Linked DNA regions of Hordeum vulgare: region 1 is linked to region 2. Evidence: chromatin contacts called from public Hi-C data. All regions are on one chromosome and are shown on one strand. Each heading gives the region's core, a stretch centred on a gene start, on an enhancer-like site or on the middle of the called end of the contact. The rest is flanking DNA. Distances are from core to core; before and after follow the strand shown.

Evidence for each region. A called contact is a pair of places that touch in the nucleus more often than the background predicts.
Region 1: a contact with region 2 is called in a Hi-C map of seedling, with 2.9 times the contacts expected there. The contact joins two enhancer-like sites. A contact is called at or near these places in 2 of 6 Hi-C or Micro-C datasets (leaf and seedling).

What each region holds. Positions count from the first base shown.
Region 1 is chr2H:450,594,813-450,602,395 of MorexV3_pseudomolecules_assembly, forward strand. No RefSeq gene overlaps it. Among protein-coding and RNA genes, the nearest start is that of LOC123426602, 84 kb to the left of the region's middle. Within about 2 kb of position 3,394, at least 3 of the 3 cell types and tissues checked have open chromatin away from gene starts, as enhancers often do. A contact at or near this core is called in leaf and seedling, where this site is marked.
Region 2 is chr2H:450,798,401-450,806,206 of MorexV3_pseudomolecules_assembly, forward strand. No RefSeq gene overlaps it. Among protein-coding and RNA genes, the nearest start is that of LOC123426603, 140 kb to the right of the region's middle. Within about 2 kb of position 4,416, at least 3 of the 3 cell types and tissues checked have open chromatin away from gene starts, as enhancers often do. A contact at or near this core is called in leaf and seedling, where this site is marked.

The sequences.
Region 1 (7,583 bases), core at 2,144-4,643, 200 kb before region 2:
AGGGATCCCATACGGGGCATAGCCAACCTTAGATGCTTGAGTATTCTTTGAATATTACCTTGGGTGACTTGGGAATCCCCAAGCTTACGTTATCAATGCTCCTCGTTCTTCTACAATAATAAAACCTTAGATAGGTCACTATAATAAAATAAATCATACACTTAGGTACTCTCAAGACAAGATTCATTATTATTCTCAATTGATGTCTAATGTATTTTATGAGTTCCACAATTTATACCCCTCGATATTAACCGTAGAGACTTTAAAACAAGGAAACGATAAAACAAAACATAATTTGTCAAAAACACAACAATACACAAGGATCTAGTTTTTTTTATCATACTTCTATACCTCAGAAATTTTGTAAAATTAGGACACTATAGATAATTTATAATGCAATACTGTGTAAACATTTCTCGAGTTGACCACATTCCATTATAGATAAACATTTCAATCACTAGACACAAAATTTCTACTTTGCACAAAACCTAATAAAAATATATTTTATAACATCCCAAAGGTTCAAGTTGGCACAAAGAGCAAAATAAAACATACAAAAATATTTACTATAGAGGCAATAAACTTGTTAACACAAACAAAAAAGATAACTATTGGGTTCCCTCCAAACAAGTATTATTATTTAATTCCCTTAGCTTGGCATAATGCAATCTTTCAAAGATATGTGCCATATATAGCTCTCATGATAGATTCATAAGGAGGTTTAATCTTGTTTTAGGTGAATGTTTCATGCCTTTCTTTAGAGGAAATAGGAATTGTATGTTAGCTTCCTTCATGTCAAGAATGGCACCTATAGTATTCAAAAAGGGTCTTTCAAGTATAATTGGACAAAACAAATTACACTCGATATCAATAATGATAAAGTTCATGTGAACATAATTAATATTAGAAATAATAAGCACATCATTCACTATTGTGAAAGGCTTTTTAATATAAGAATCCGCTGGATGCAAATTTAAAGAACATTCACTCACATTAGAGAAACCGAGAACAACATATAGTTCTTTTGGCATAGTCGAAACCTCTAATATTTTATCTTTACATTAATTGTGGGTTCCCATTCATGATGCAAACTTCTAGGTATGGAAACCTCTAATTCAAGTTTTTCCTAATTGGTTTTAATAGAACCTCTTACAATATGTTTAATAAAAGCTTTGATTTGTTCATAAGCACTAGGTGAATGAATCATGGATTGAAGGAGGGAAATATATTTAGTAAAGGAGCAACTCATAAGTAAAATCCTTGTAATCAAAAGTAGTGGGAGTAGTACTATCCAAAGTTTTTACCTCTTCGAACTAATATATCTCCAACGTATATATAGCTTTTGATTGTTTCACTCTATTGTATTATTAATCTTGGATATATTATATTGAAACATATGCTATTTTATATCTTTTAAAAACTAACCTATTAACCCACTATCAAGTGCGAGTTATTACTTTCTGTATGTTTTTGTTTTGTCAGAAAACCAGTATCAAACGGAGTACAAACGCTACGAATTTTTTTGATGATTATTTTTGACCAAAATAAGACCTAAAAACTTTGGAGGGAGACGAACGACGCACGAGGAGACGACAAGGCAGCAGGGCGCGCCTACACTTCTTGCCGTGTGGGCTCCTCGTGGCTCGGTCTCACCTAATTTCACCCCTATAAATTCTCATATATCGAAAATTCAACAAAGATTCACCCGAAACACCTTTTTCGCCGCCACAAGTGAGTGTTCCGACGGGAGGCCTTCTAATGACCTTTTTCGTTGCCATGTCGGAGGAGGAATCGATCACGGAGGCCATCTACTTCAAACTTATTGCATCCATGATGTCGTGTGAGTAGTTCAGCACACACCTACGGGTCCATAACGAGTACCTATATGCCTTTTCTTTCTTCGATCTTCAATACAAAGTTCACCGCAATTCTCGGGTGATCTATTGATGTAATCATTTTTACGGTGTGTTTATTAAGATATGATAATTATGGATTTACAATTAGATTATTCATGAATATTAATTGAGTCCTCTCTGAATTATTTTATGCATGATTGTTATAGCTTCGTATTTCTCCAATCTATTTGTTTGGTCTGCCCAAGTAGATAGATTTATCTTTAATAAGAGTAGTGCATTGTGATGGGTTGAATCTTGCCTTGCTCAATCCGAATGACAAAAAAACATGACACGTATTTGCATTGCTATCATTAAGGATAAAATGATGGGGCTTATTTATATGGCTTGAATTTACTTTGTCTATACCATGTTATCTTGTTCGAAGCTTTATTATATTTTATACTTAATATTCTAGATACATGCTGAACAACGGTTGATGAGTTAAATAATAGTAGTAGATGCAGATACGAGTCGATCTATTTGTTTATGAACGTAATGTCAAGATACACGATCATTGTCTTGAATAAAATATCATAACTATATGCTATTCTGTAAATGGCTCAACAATAATTTGTCTACATCTACTTTTGAAAAAAGCCTCTATAAAAAAATATAGGCTTCAGATCTACTCAAGTTATATTGCTAAAATTACAAAAATGTTAATATCATTTATTTTTTATTATTTATTTTTCATATTTATATTTTATATCTATCAGTATTTAATAGTGTAAGTAACGAGTAGAAGGGTTTGACAACCGAGAATGGTGTTTTGGAGGCCGAGCTTCATGGAGGCCTTTATTTTTGAAAAATTCAAATTCAAATTTTTATGGTTCCGAAAATAAATTCTGAAAATAAATATGCATGTATATAAGGACGTAACCCACCTGTGTGTGAAATTTCAGGTCAAAATACTTTAAAACGTGATCTGTACAAAAATGACAAATTCATGATCTGAACTGATGAATAGTAACATGTGTTAAACAATCTTAGATTTGTCTTTTTTGCACAGCCCTCATTTCAACGTATTTTGTTCTGAAAATTTACACACTTGTGTATTATACCTTCATCTATCTATGTATTTTTTTTCAGAATTTTTTGAAACAATAAAATACAAATTTTTACTGAATTTGAAGTTTGAATTTAAAGGTCTCCAGTGAGTTCGGGAGCCAAAAGCAATATTCGTTGACAACCCTTCTATTTACCTTACAATTTTGAAGGCAACCAAACACGTTCTTTGTGCAAATTTGTCCTCCTCTCAAACCAGCGGCCACTCTCGTAGTAGCTGTAGCAGCACAGTGGTGACGTACTCCAACAGCCGATGTTTTACCCAAACCACGTGGACGCGTCAGAGGAGAGCGGTGATTGAGGTGGCACATGCGATGACCCATCGGATCAGTATGGTTTTGCGCCTGCCGGGCAAAGCGCCACCCTACTACTTCCCTCGTCTGATGATGATCTCCACTCGCTCCGGTAGGTAAGGAACAGCGCCACAGACACAGAGACGACGTGGTTCGCCGTGCCAAACCCACCCGGGCAAGGCACCACCAGAGCGTAGTAGTGGTGGGCAGTGTGCGTGCGATGGCTTTTACTACATGCCCTGGTCGAGCAGGCAGCTGCAATCTTTTGTCCGACACGGCAGCCCCTCCCGCCCGTCCGAGACCACACCACAGACGCGTCCCGTGCGAGCATGTGCCCAGCCAGTGTCTCCCTTTCTCTCCTTCCGAGCGAGCAAGCATCCTCGCGTCGCGGAGTTGCGTGCGTCTTTTGGGACTTTGACACTGACAGCTCGGTGCCTCGACCCCTAGCTCCGCGTGCCCGCGCTCGGATTCCGCTGTCCCTTGACCCGGTGCTGTTGCCACCTTTCACGCTTCGGTCCGTAGATGTCCATGCCTGTAACATCCGTCCACCAATGATCCATCACATGCGTGCCTCCCTCATGATACAGTGCGTCGGCATGTGTGGCAAATGAAAATCTCGATGCGTGCCTGATTGGTACGTCTTATGACCACACGCAGGCTCTGCACAAATGAACGGGACGAAGGTTGCATCCATTGCTCACAGGTCACCGAGCAACTCCTTCCAAGCAAGCAGCGCGCCAAGCCCACACGTCAACGGTACATGCATGCATCATGGTGCAAAGGAGAGAAGCCATTCGTAGGCCAGCGGGCGCTCTCGAGGGCCACTGCTGCAGGGCAGGGCGAGGTGCATGACAGCAGAGCATGCATGCACTGCAATCTCTTCCTTCCTGCGGCCACTGCTGCCTGCTACTACCACTGCTGGTAGTGGTACAAGTAGGAATGGTATTTTAGTACCATATTCACAATTACACTAGTACTGGGCCCTTCTGGTGCATGGTCTGCCCAAGGCTCAATGTTCCCAACAATCCTGGGCCTGCTGCACGCTGCAAGGCCTTTGACAGTCACGGAAAAAGGTGAAAAGCTAGACAAATCTCGGCCACTGTGTGGTAGTAGAGCTATAGGTGGACAGAGACACGAGCACGGTGCACTGCTACCTCCACCAAAGGAAAAGGAAAGGGAACCCGCAAAGAAGGCGCAAACATCAGTGCAGTGCATGCATCTCGCGTGGATCTGCCAATTCAGGCGTGGGTCATCAAAGATTGAGGGAGAAAAGCTGTGGCTGTGGCTGTGCCTGTGGGGGTGACCGACAGGGGTACTGCAATAACAACAGAGGACAGTACTGTGCGCAGATGCAGAAATTTGCAGGCAGCATGCATGGCGTACTGTGATCTGCATCTTCAAAAGTGACGTGCAATGTACGGATTATCCTACCCAAAAGACATCAATAGAGAGAGAGAGAGGGGGGGGGGGGGGGGGGGGGGGGGGGAGCAACCGGCTGTGTGGCAACCGCCTGGTGCCCCCACCACTTGCAGGCTTTCATGGCAGCCGATCTTGGGCCAGCGCATCCCTGCCCACGATAGATGGAGAATTTTGGCACCTACCTGCCGAATTTGAACTATCACGGGCAAGTGAGTGGATTCTTTTTACTCGCTTGATAATTGCGAAAAAAAGATAATAATAATACGGAAACATCCTTTTCATAGTTTCTGTTAAAAGCAATTCTAACGCGCTGACCTATACGGACGGTGTTTTTAACCGTTTTTGTCCGTTTAGGTCGGTCGTCCGTTCGCCATTTGTTTAGTTTAAAATTTGGGTAGGTAGTGTGTCCAACGCTAGCCACCCATTTATGTGCGCGCACATATTTGAAAAATAGATCAAGCTAGCGATCATGTCGTCGTCCAAAGTTCATGTCGGTATCATGCGTGCAGCCCGCATACAATGTGAGCTTCACAAAACAGTTTATGCTCGCCCACTTGCCACCGGACGACACACATGCGAGTACACAAAAAGGAACGGGACTTTGACCACGCCATCATGGCCGTGATCATGCCAACACACTTGCTGACATAAAAAAAGGATGGCGCTTGATGCCATAGATCACTCGTCATCGAACTTGAGCATGTCGGCGTGCATCTTCTCCAACCACGGCCTCTTCCTTGACGACACGATGTTGAGATCAACCTTCATGATTTCCACCCCCGTTATCATGCTAGCGAGAGCCACTTCTTTCGTCTTGGTCTTGACATTGGCGACCTTGATCTCTAGCATCTTGGCGTGCTTCTTCACCTCCATCTCAAGCATCCTAGTTTGCTTCTTCACCTCCATCTCAAGCCTCCTCCTTTGAATCTCCATGAAGGCATTCGTTTGCTCTTCCTTGTCTTGCCGAGGCTTCTCCTCCCTTAAATCCTTTTTGGTCATCATGCCTTCCACGGTTGCGATCAAGGCGATCGACGCCGCACCCCGCTTGTCCTCCTTTTTGGAGTTGGTCTTTCACCGCCGCCGTGGCTTCTCACCCTCCCCAACCTCCTCCTCGTCTTCCTTGCCTCTCTGCGCTGTGAGGGCGGCATATTGGAGCTTGATCTTTTCATCATCTTTGATGATCCTCCAACAATGAGAAAGGTTGAAGGACTTGCCTTGAGGTTGGACCTTGAATGTCTCTAAAGCTTGGAATGCTTGTAAATGAATTACACGCACGCATATTAACAAATGAACATGTAAACAACGAGGGGGTATGCATGCATACCATGTCTTGTATGCCGATGCCGCTGACGGGGCGTGCCTTGATACTCTCATAAGTGGCACAAAACTTGTTGCATTCTTGTTGGATCACCTTCCATCGCTTCAAAATGCACACCCACCCGCGCATGCTTTGCATTTGGTACGGCGGAAACTTCTTGCGTTTGTGAAACTCACGGACATGAATCCAAAAGGTTGATGTCTTTTCATCGGCGTCGACCATGTGATCTTGCCCAATGTCCCTCCAACAATCACAAATGAGCTTGTCCTCGGTCGCCGCGTATGCCTTCGTCCGTCTGCTCTTTTGCCTGGGTTGCACCCCAGCGGCTTGTGTGGCGAGCTCGTCCTCGAACACAAGCTCTCCGTCGATGTCCACCACATCCTCTTCCCCGAGGCCGTAGTCATCCAGAAACACGTGGTAGAGCGCGAAGCCGTCCAGGTCCAGGCTGAGCTGATCTTGCACGAAAGCAGGCTACATGCCAGCTTGGCCATAGGTCAACGGCGTGAGCGGTCCGCCTCAGCCTTCCTGGCTTTGGTCTCATCGAGATCGTAGCCAGCACCACCTACAACCGTTGGAGCACCCTCCGACCCTTTCTCTCCGCCGACTCCCAAGCCCGCTCCCCAGGCGTCAGCTCCTTCTTATTCTTGGGCATGATGCCGGTATTTCGGGGGATGCTAGTCTGGCCTTTGAGAGAGGGGGTGTTGGGGAACGATGCATGGGAAACGAAAAAATTCCTACGCACACGAAGACCTATCATGGTGATGTTCATCTACGAGAGGGATATCGGATCCACATACCCTTGTAGATCGCTCAGCGGGAAGCGTTAAGAAACGCGGTTGATGTAGTGGTACAGCTTCGTGATTCAAATCACCGTCGTCCCACGATCCGTCCCACGATCTAGTACCGAACGGACGGCACCTCCGCGTTCAGCACACGTACAGCTCGAGGATGATATCCGCCTTCTTCATCTAGTAAGAAATACGGGGAAGTAGATGAGTTCTCCGGCAGCGTGACGACGCGTCGGTGATGGTGATGATCTATTCCTGCACGGCTCCGCCCGAGCTTCGTAGAAATCCGATCTAGAGGTAGAACTACGAGATATAGGTTTGAGTTGCACGTGGCAAAGTTGTGTCTCAAAAAGCCTAAAACCTCTAGTATATTTAGCAGGAGGGGAGGGGATAGCCTTGGGACTCAATAGAGCCCCAAGGGCGCCGGCCGAAAGGAGGACGAGGACTGCAACTCCAATTCGGTTTGGGAAGGAGGAGTCCTCCTCTTCCTTCCCACCTCCCTCTTTTTTTTCTTTGGTTTTCTTCTTGTGGCGCCATAGCCCACTTGGGCTGGCCTCACCAGCCCACTAAGAGATGGTGCGCCACCCTAGGACTATCGGGCTCATTACCGGGTGGGTGGGCCCCTCCCGGTGAAAACCCGGAACCCATTCATCACTCCTGGTACACTGCCGGCAATGCCAGAAATCTTTCTGATGACCAAATGAAACCATACTATATATCAATCTTCGTTTCCGGACCATTCTGGAAACCCTCGTGACGTCCGTGATCTCATTCGGGACTCCGAACAACCTTCGGTCACCAACAC
Region 2 (7,806 bases), core at 3,166-5,665:
TATTTGTGGTAGTGTGGATTCAGATGCTAATGTGTGGCACTCTTGTTTATGTCATATTAATTTTGGTTTAATGAGTAGACTTTCCAGCTTGAGTTTAATTCCTACTTTCACCATTGCCAAAGGTTCTAAGTGCCATAGTTGTGTGCAATCTAAGCAACCTCCAAAGCCTCACAAGGCAGCCGAGTAGAGAAATTTGGCGCCTCTAGAACTCATACATTCTGATCTGTGCGAGATGAACGGTGTGTTGACAAAAGGTGGAAAGAGATATTTCATGACGTTAATTGACGATGCTACTAGATTCTGCAATGCTTATTTGTTGCAAACTAAAGATGAGGCTTTAGACTACTTTCAAATCTATAAGTTGAAGTAGAAAATCAATTAGAGAGAAAGATCAAGCGTCTTAGGTCGGATCGTGGTGGAGAGTATTTCTCTAAAATCTTTGATGAATTCTGTGAGGAACACGGTATTATTCATGAGAGGACGCCTCCCTATTCGCCCCAATCAAACGGGATTGCTGAGAGGAAAAACTACACGCTGACCGACTTGGTGAATTCCATGTTGGACGCTGCTGGTTTATCTAAGGCATGGTGGGGGAGGTTTTATTGACTTCGTGTCATGTCCTGAATAAAGTTCCAAACAAGAACAAAGAGAAAACCCCTTATGAGGAGTGAGTTGGGAGAAAACCATCAATTTCATATTTGCGCACTTGGGATGCTTGGCGAGAGTCAACGTTCCAATTCCGAAGAAACGCAAACTCGGACCAAAGACAGTGGATTGTATCTTTCTAGGCTATGCTCAGCGTAGCATTGGTTATAGATTTTCAGTGGTTAAATCCGAGGTACCCTATATGCATGTTGATACTATTATGGAATCTCATGATTGAACAATTTTTGAGAATATGTTTCCTATGAAAGATATGCATAGCTTTGCTGAATTTTCTTCTCAGTTAATTCCTTAATCTAGTACATCTAATGATTACTCTGAACAACCACACGTTGAGAAAGTCCTCGAGAAGGATGACAATGAAGCTCCTAAACGGAGTAAGAGACAGAGGGTTGAAAAATCCTTTGGTGATGACTTCATTGTGTACCTTGTGGACAATACTCCTACGTCCATTGCAGAGGCATTTGCATCTCAAGATGCAGATGACTGGAAAGAAGTTGTCCATACTGAGATGGACTCCATTCTTTCTAATGGGACGTGGGAATTATCTGAGCGACCATATGGTTGTAAGCCAGTGGGCTGTAAGTGGGTGTTCAAGAAGAAGCTAAGGCCTGATGGTACTATTGAGAAGTACAAGGTGCGGCTTGTAGCCAAGGGCCACACCCAGCAAGAAGGCAAAGATTACTTTGACACCTATTCACCTGTTGCTAGACTGACCACCATTCGTGTACTACTTTCCCTGGCTGCCTCTTATGGTCTGATCGTTCATCAAATGGACGTAAAGACAACTTTCCTTATCGGAGAGTTGGAAGAGGATATCTATATGGATCAGCCTGACGGGTTTGTGGTAAAAGGTGAAGAGAAAAAGGTGTGCAAATTGTTAAAAATTTTGTATGGGGTGAAGCAAGCACCTAAGCAATGGCATGAGAAGTTCAATAGAACTTTAACTTATGCGGGCTTTGTCATTAATGAGGCTGGTAGGTGCGTTTACTACCGCCATGGTGGGGGCGGTAGTGTTATATTGTGCTTGTATGTTGATGGCATACTGATTTTAGGTACAAGCATGAGTGTGATAAACGAGGTCAAGTATTTTCTATCAAAGTGCTTTGATATGAAGGATATGGGAGAAGCTGACGTAATTCTGAACATTAAGCTTATTAAGGATGAGAGTGGGATTACGTTAACGCAATCACACTATGTTGAGAAGATCTTGAGCCGTTTCGGCTTTACTGATAGCAAGCCTTCTCCAACACCTTATGATCCGAGCATGACACTTCGAAAGAACAAGAGGATAGCGAGAGATCAATTGAGATACTCTCAAATAACCGGTCCACTCATGTACCTTGCGAGCGCGACGAGGCCTGGCATCTCTTTTGCTGTGAGCAAGTTGAGCAGGTTCATGTCAAACTCGGGTAATGATCATTGGCGTGCACTTGAAAGGGTCATGCGCTATCTGAACGGTACTATGAGTTATGGGATTCACTATTCAGGGCACTGTGTCGTTCTTGAGAGATACAGTGACTCAAACTGGATATCAGATGTAGATGAGCTCTACACCACAAGTGGATATGCATTCCTTCTTGGAGGTGGCGCAGTGTCATGGAGGTCTTGCAAACAGACCATATTGACGAGCTCAACCATGGAAGCAGAACTTGCTGCTTTAGATCCAGCCATTGTTGAGGCAGAATGGCTGCGTGAGCTCTTGATGGACTTGCCGGTGGTTGAAAAACCATTACCGGCCATCCTCATGAATTGTGACAATCAAACGGTGATTGCCAAGGTGACCAGTTCTAATGATAATGTGAAGTCATCAAGACACGTTAAAAGACGTTTGAAGTATGTCAGGAAATTGAGAAACTCCGGAGTAATTAATTACTGTTACGTATATTCAAACAGACAAAAACCTGGTAGATCCCTTTACGAAGGGACTATCACGTAATGTGATAGAAAGTGCATCGAAGGAGATGGGTATGAGACCCGTGAGTATTATACCCTAGTGGTAACCCAACCTATGTGATCGGAGATCCCGTGAATTAGGACCTGGGAAGAACAAGCTAGTGGTTTAAGTGAGGAGAGTATTTTGTAAACCCTCTCTAAGTGAAGATGCATAACTCTTAAAGAGCTGTATGGCAGGTTGGCAACATGCCTTAATGTGTTTATGTTGGCTATTCGTAGCAAAGGTGCTATCCTACAAAGCGCCCTTGAAAGAACACACCTATATGAGTCTGACTGTTAAAACGTCAGAGTCTATGAGATTTGGGTGATCTCTAACTCATGAGGAGACCAAGTAGTATGACGTATATGCTACACCCGCGGGGTAGCCTACTCGCAGCCAAGTACTAGTTATGATTTTGAGTGAAATCTAAAAGCACCAAACTTGTAATTCAAGGTTCGTCCATTGTTCAAGTTGCCGATAGACGTAGCTCAAGGTTCTAGGCGGAACTTCAACTTAACGGTCTCTGCTGAAACACTGGTATATAAACAAGACGCGAGGTGTGACAAAATCTCCAAATGGGCATTTGAGGTCTGGTGAGGAATTGTTAGAATTTGGGCCCATATTTGGGGCACCCAACTAGCAAATCCTGAAATCTTAAAGTGGCCCATGTGTACAAGCAAGTGATGGGAATGGAAAGTTTAGTCACCCATGGAAAGTTGGAGGAGATGTACACCACCTTATAAGGTGGAGTGTTGTAGCACTTGTAAGTGAGTGAGAAGAGGAGAGCCTTTCGCGCACTCCTCCTCCGCCGCTCGCTCGTCTCGACTCGACACGTCGCGATTCGTGAATTCGGGCCTCGAGCCGAGACAACATTTCTCTTTATTGTCCTGTTTTGGAAAACTGAATTCGTAGTCGTGACGGACGCGTCACGGCTGGGCCGGTTCGGGTCGCTCCCGAATCGTGTGCTGCAACCGACTCGGATGTGCGGCGTGGGCCACGTCGCACCCGTTAGGGTTTTTCCGAACCGCAGTATAAAAAGGCACATGCCGTGGGCGCTGTACACACACAGAAACCAATCTAGGGTTTTGCCACTCCTCGTTCCTTGTGCCGTCACCGTAGTCTATTCCATCCCGAGCGCTGGCGTCCACCGGCGAACGGGAGAGCAGGTCTCGGAACCAGGCACCTTTCTGATCATGTACGGGAGAGGGCGAATTAGGTTTTTGGGAAGCGCTCTGCGCGACTGCTCGCTGCTTTCACAACGGGTAGTCTACCTAGCAAGTCGGGCGGTGTTGCGTACCGCCGCCTCAAGCGCCGTCTACTTCGGCCCGTCATCGCCAACGTCGTCGTCAACAACATAGTTGCACCAAACACATTTGCTTCATCTGCAAACGTTCGGTACGTGCGTCGTGTTTCCGTTGGCCTGATGAACATGTTAGATGCGTGCATGTTTTGCTATACTGTGTTGCTGCTATTTATGTTGTCTACTTCATCTAATATGTTAGAGTTTCACATGTTAGTAGATAGTATCATCATGCTTTATATTTTGGAACTAATCATGAAAATTGTGCCTAATTAATCAACAGGTACTTCTCACTATGAATATCCTTATGATATTACAAATTACAAAAATAATATCATACAATAATATTTGCAAATGTGCATCATACTACCCTATCATACCCAGAAGCGCCTCACACCGTCACACGCGCACCTGCAAACCTATAGGCCACTCGAACGGAGAGAAGACTGATCTGGGATGGTGGATCCCACGCACATATATCGAAAACGAAAAGAGTCACATGATATTGTCGAGTGGGATGGGGCCTACGAGAACAGCACCACCTCCTCTCGCTTGGCTACGAGAACAGCACGCCTGCCGGGTGCATATCCTACTGGAAAAGCCAAAACAAAGATGTAAACGGGAGAGGAAGGAATACGTGTACTTTGTTGTCGTTTCGCGTCAAGGAGTGCCGTGCATGTATCGCATTCCGCCTGCTGTAGTTTTCGCGGCGAGTGCGACGAGCGCTACAGCTATTAATGAATGAACGAAGGCGTACAAATCCTGTCGACAAGCGACGCTCACATGCATGATGTATCCGTATGAATGGCGGGGCCGGCCTCGACCACATGCTTTGTGCGGTGCATGCATAATTGTTGTGCAAGTAGGAGCGTCCGTGACGCCACGATCTATCTATCTATACGGACGGAACAAAGCCTGGACAGTGGACACGCTGGTCCACGGCGCTCATCACCTCATGTCATGCATTGCCCTTTTCTAGACTTTGCCCAACAAGATGGATCATGTGATCAACTGATCATCTGCGTGCGGATCGATGTGTGCACATGTCATCCCACACATGATACAAGTTACTGTACTGTATGAGACAAGATAAGATTTTGTGTCACCATTTGACAATTACAGAAGGCATTATCACATCGAGTCAAAGCACCACTCGATGTAATGCCACCACTGACTGGATCGGTTTTGACAACCACAAAGTTCATAAGACATGTCTGTCGGCCACCCGCAAATTCAGCTAGCTTAAGGTTGATGCGCAATTTCACCGACACCTCTCCAATTAACTGAAGTCTGGAATGCATTGTTTTCGAACTTATAAAGCACAAGATTGATGGCACCGAGTCCACGGAGTATCTAGCTGCATTTTTCACGCAAAAAAATTTATTCAGCTCAAACTAAAGGTATAATTATCATTATTTAGCCAATCTTCTTGTGAAAATGGCTAACAAATAAGTTAATCTTCTTCATTCATCTCTTAGGATTAGTTCTGATGATTATTTTAATAGATGCATAAAAAATAAACTTATGATCTAGTCCGAATATAGGTACATTACTTGCAATACATACCACTTCAAATACGTTCGAAGAGCATGATTTGTGTCGTGGAAATGAACATGACAATGAGTACTAGGGGTACGAAGAAGGGCTGGATCTAACAATGACGCAAATGTGACACAAAGATTTTACGAGTTCAGACTTCTCACACAGAAGGTAACAACCCTACGTCTCATGCCGGCTATGTTTTCTCTTGGGTCTCAATGTTACAAAGGATAACAAACCCATGTATCAAAGCTACGGGATGGCTGATATAGAGTGTGTCCACACCTTGTCTCCTCATGTTACAAGGTAATGAACGGTTGCGTTGATGAAGAACATTACATAGCCAAGCATAATTAATGCTAATAACGTGTTAGGATGTGTGCCTCTTGGCGCTCCAAACACTACACGAAAAGACCAGACGGCAAAGACGAGAAAACAGACGGTCAGGATTCTGCCGTCAGCAAAGGGTACTTTGTTCTCACCTTTTCATCGAGTGGATGGTAAAGATTTTACCGTTATCCAATCTCAGTAACACACGGCAAAGCAGATCTTCGCCTTGAGTCAAAACACCATCTTTGTCGTGAGTCGAATTAATCTAAAGACAACAAATAATTTCTTTAATTAAAATCTCACAGGATACCTAAACACATAAACATTTTCCATGACATTCTTTATAGATAGATTTACACAACAAATCTACTATAACTGGTTTGAAGACACCTCACCATAAAAAAATTGTAGATACAACATTCTTTATAGATCATATTTACACAAATCAATATCAACATTTTTCTTAATCTATTTACACATTCATGCTACATAGAAGGGAACCCTGCCACCCTCCTGCAGATTGCACCGGGGGCGGGGTAGCGCCCGTCGGCACTCGTGCTGGCCATGGAACCGCTCGGGATCCTGCGCGTGATGGGGGCGAGCGGCAGCGGCCCTCTGGGTTGGGCGCTGATACGTTCATTTTTCATCATGAATTTGTATTGATATTATGATATTCTTGTCCATTATTCCTCATTACAATACAATTTTTATGTCTTTTATCTTTGAATACGTAAGGTACATCACAAAGAGGGAAATTGCTAGAAATTGGAATTCCGGACGTGAAAACCAAGAAAAAGGTTGAAAAAACACTGGACTACAAATGAACTTAAACTTCATGGAGAATTTTTATGGAATATTTAAGAATTATCGGGCCAAAATTATACTAGAGGAGGGCCACCTGGTCGCCACAAGCCAATAAGACGCACTTAACCCCGTGGTCGCGCCCTGTTGCCTTGTGGGGGCCCAGCGGGTCTCCCGACGCCCCACTTCTCCTATATGATTTGTTTTACCCTAGAAAATTCATAAGAATACTTTCGGGAGGAAGCGTCACCGTCTCGAGGCGGAAACCTGGGCAGAGGTCCTTTTGCTCTCCGGTAGAGAGATTTTGCGAGGAAAACTTCCCTCCGGGAGGGGGAAATCGAAGCCGTCAGCATCACCAATGCTTCCTCCTTCATGGGAGGATCAATCTTCATCAACATCTACACCAGCACCATTTCATCTCCAAATCCTATTTCATCTCTTGTATTCAACAATTGTCTCAAAACCTCAAATTGGTACATGTGGGTTACTAGTAGTGTTGATTACATCTTGTAGTTTATGCTAGTTGGTTTACTTGGTGAAAGATATGATGTTCAGATCCTTAATTACCATTATTATACCTGTGATGTTGAACATGTTGATGAGGTGTGAGTATTTATTAGTGTTCCCGAGGATGGGAGAAGTCTTGTTATGAGTAATCATGTGAAGTTGGTATTTGTTTGATATTTTGATGATGTGTATGTTGTTGCTTCTCTTAATGGTGTCGTGTGACCGTAAAACATACGACACTTCCCATGTTATGGGCCTACGGGAAGGCATTGTGGAATAATAAGTAGATGATGGGTCGCGCGAGTGACAGACGTTTAAACCCCGGTTTATGTGTTGCTTCATGAGGGGCTGATTTGGATCCACACATTTCTTGCTATGGTTAGATTTATCTTAAATCTTCTTTCGAAGTTGCAGATGCTTGCAAGAGGGGGTAATCATAGGTGGGTTGCTTGTTCAAGTAAGAACAACGCCTCGGTCCACCCACATATCAAATGATCAAAATAATGAACGTGAATCAATTCAACATGATGAACATGACTAGATAGAAATTCCCATGTGTCCTCGGAGCGCTTGCCTCATATATGAGTATTCTCAGGCATGTCCTTTGCTATAAAAGAATTCACTACTGGAATCAAAGAATTTGCCATCAGTCCTTTCTTTGTCGTCTGCGAACATACGGCAAAGAAGGTCTTTGCCGCCAGCTTCTACAAAACAGGCGGAAAAGAAGGGA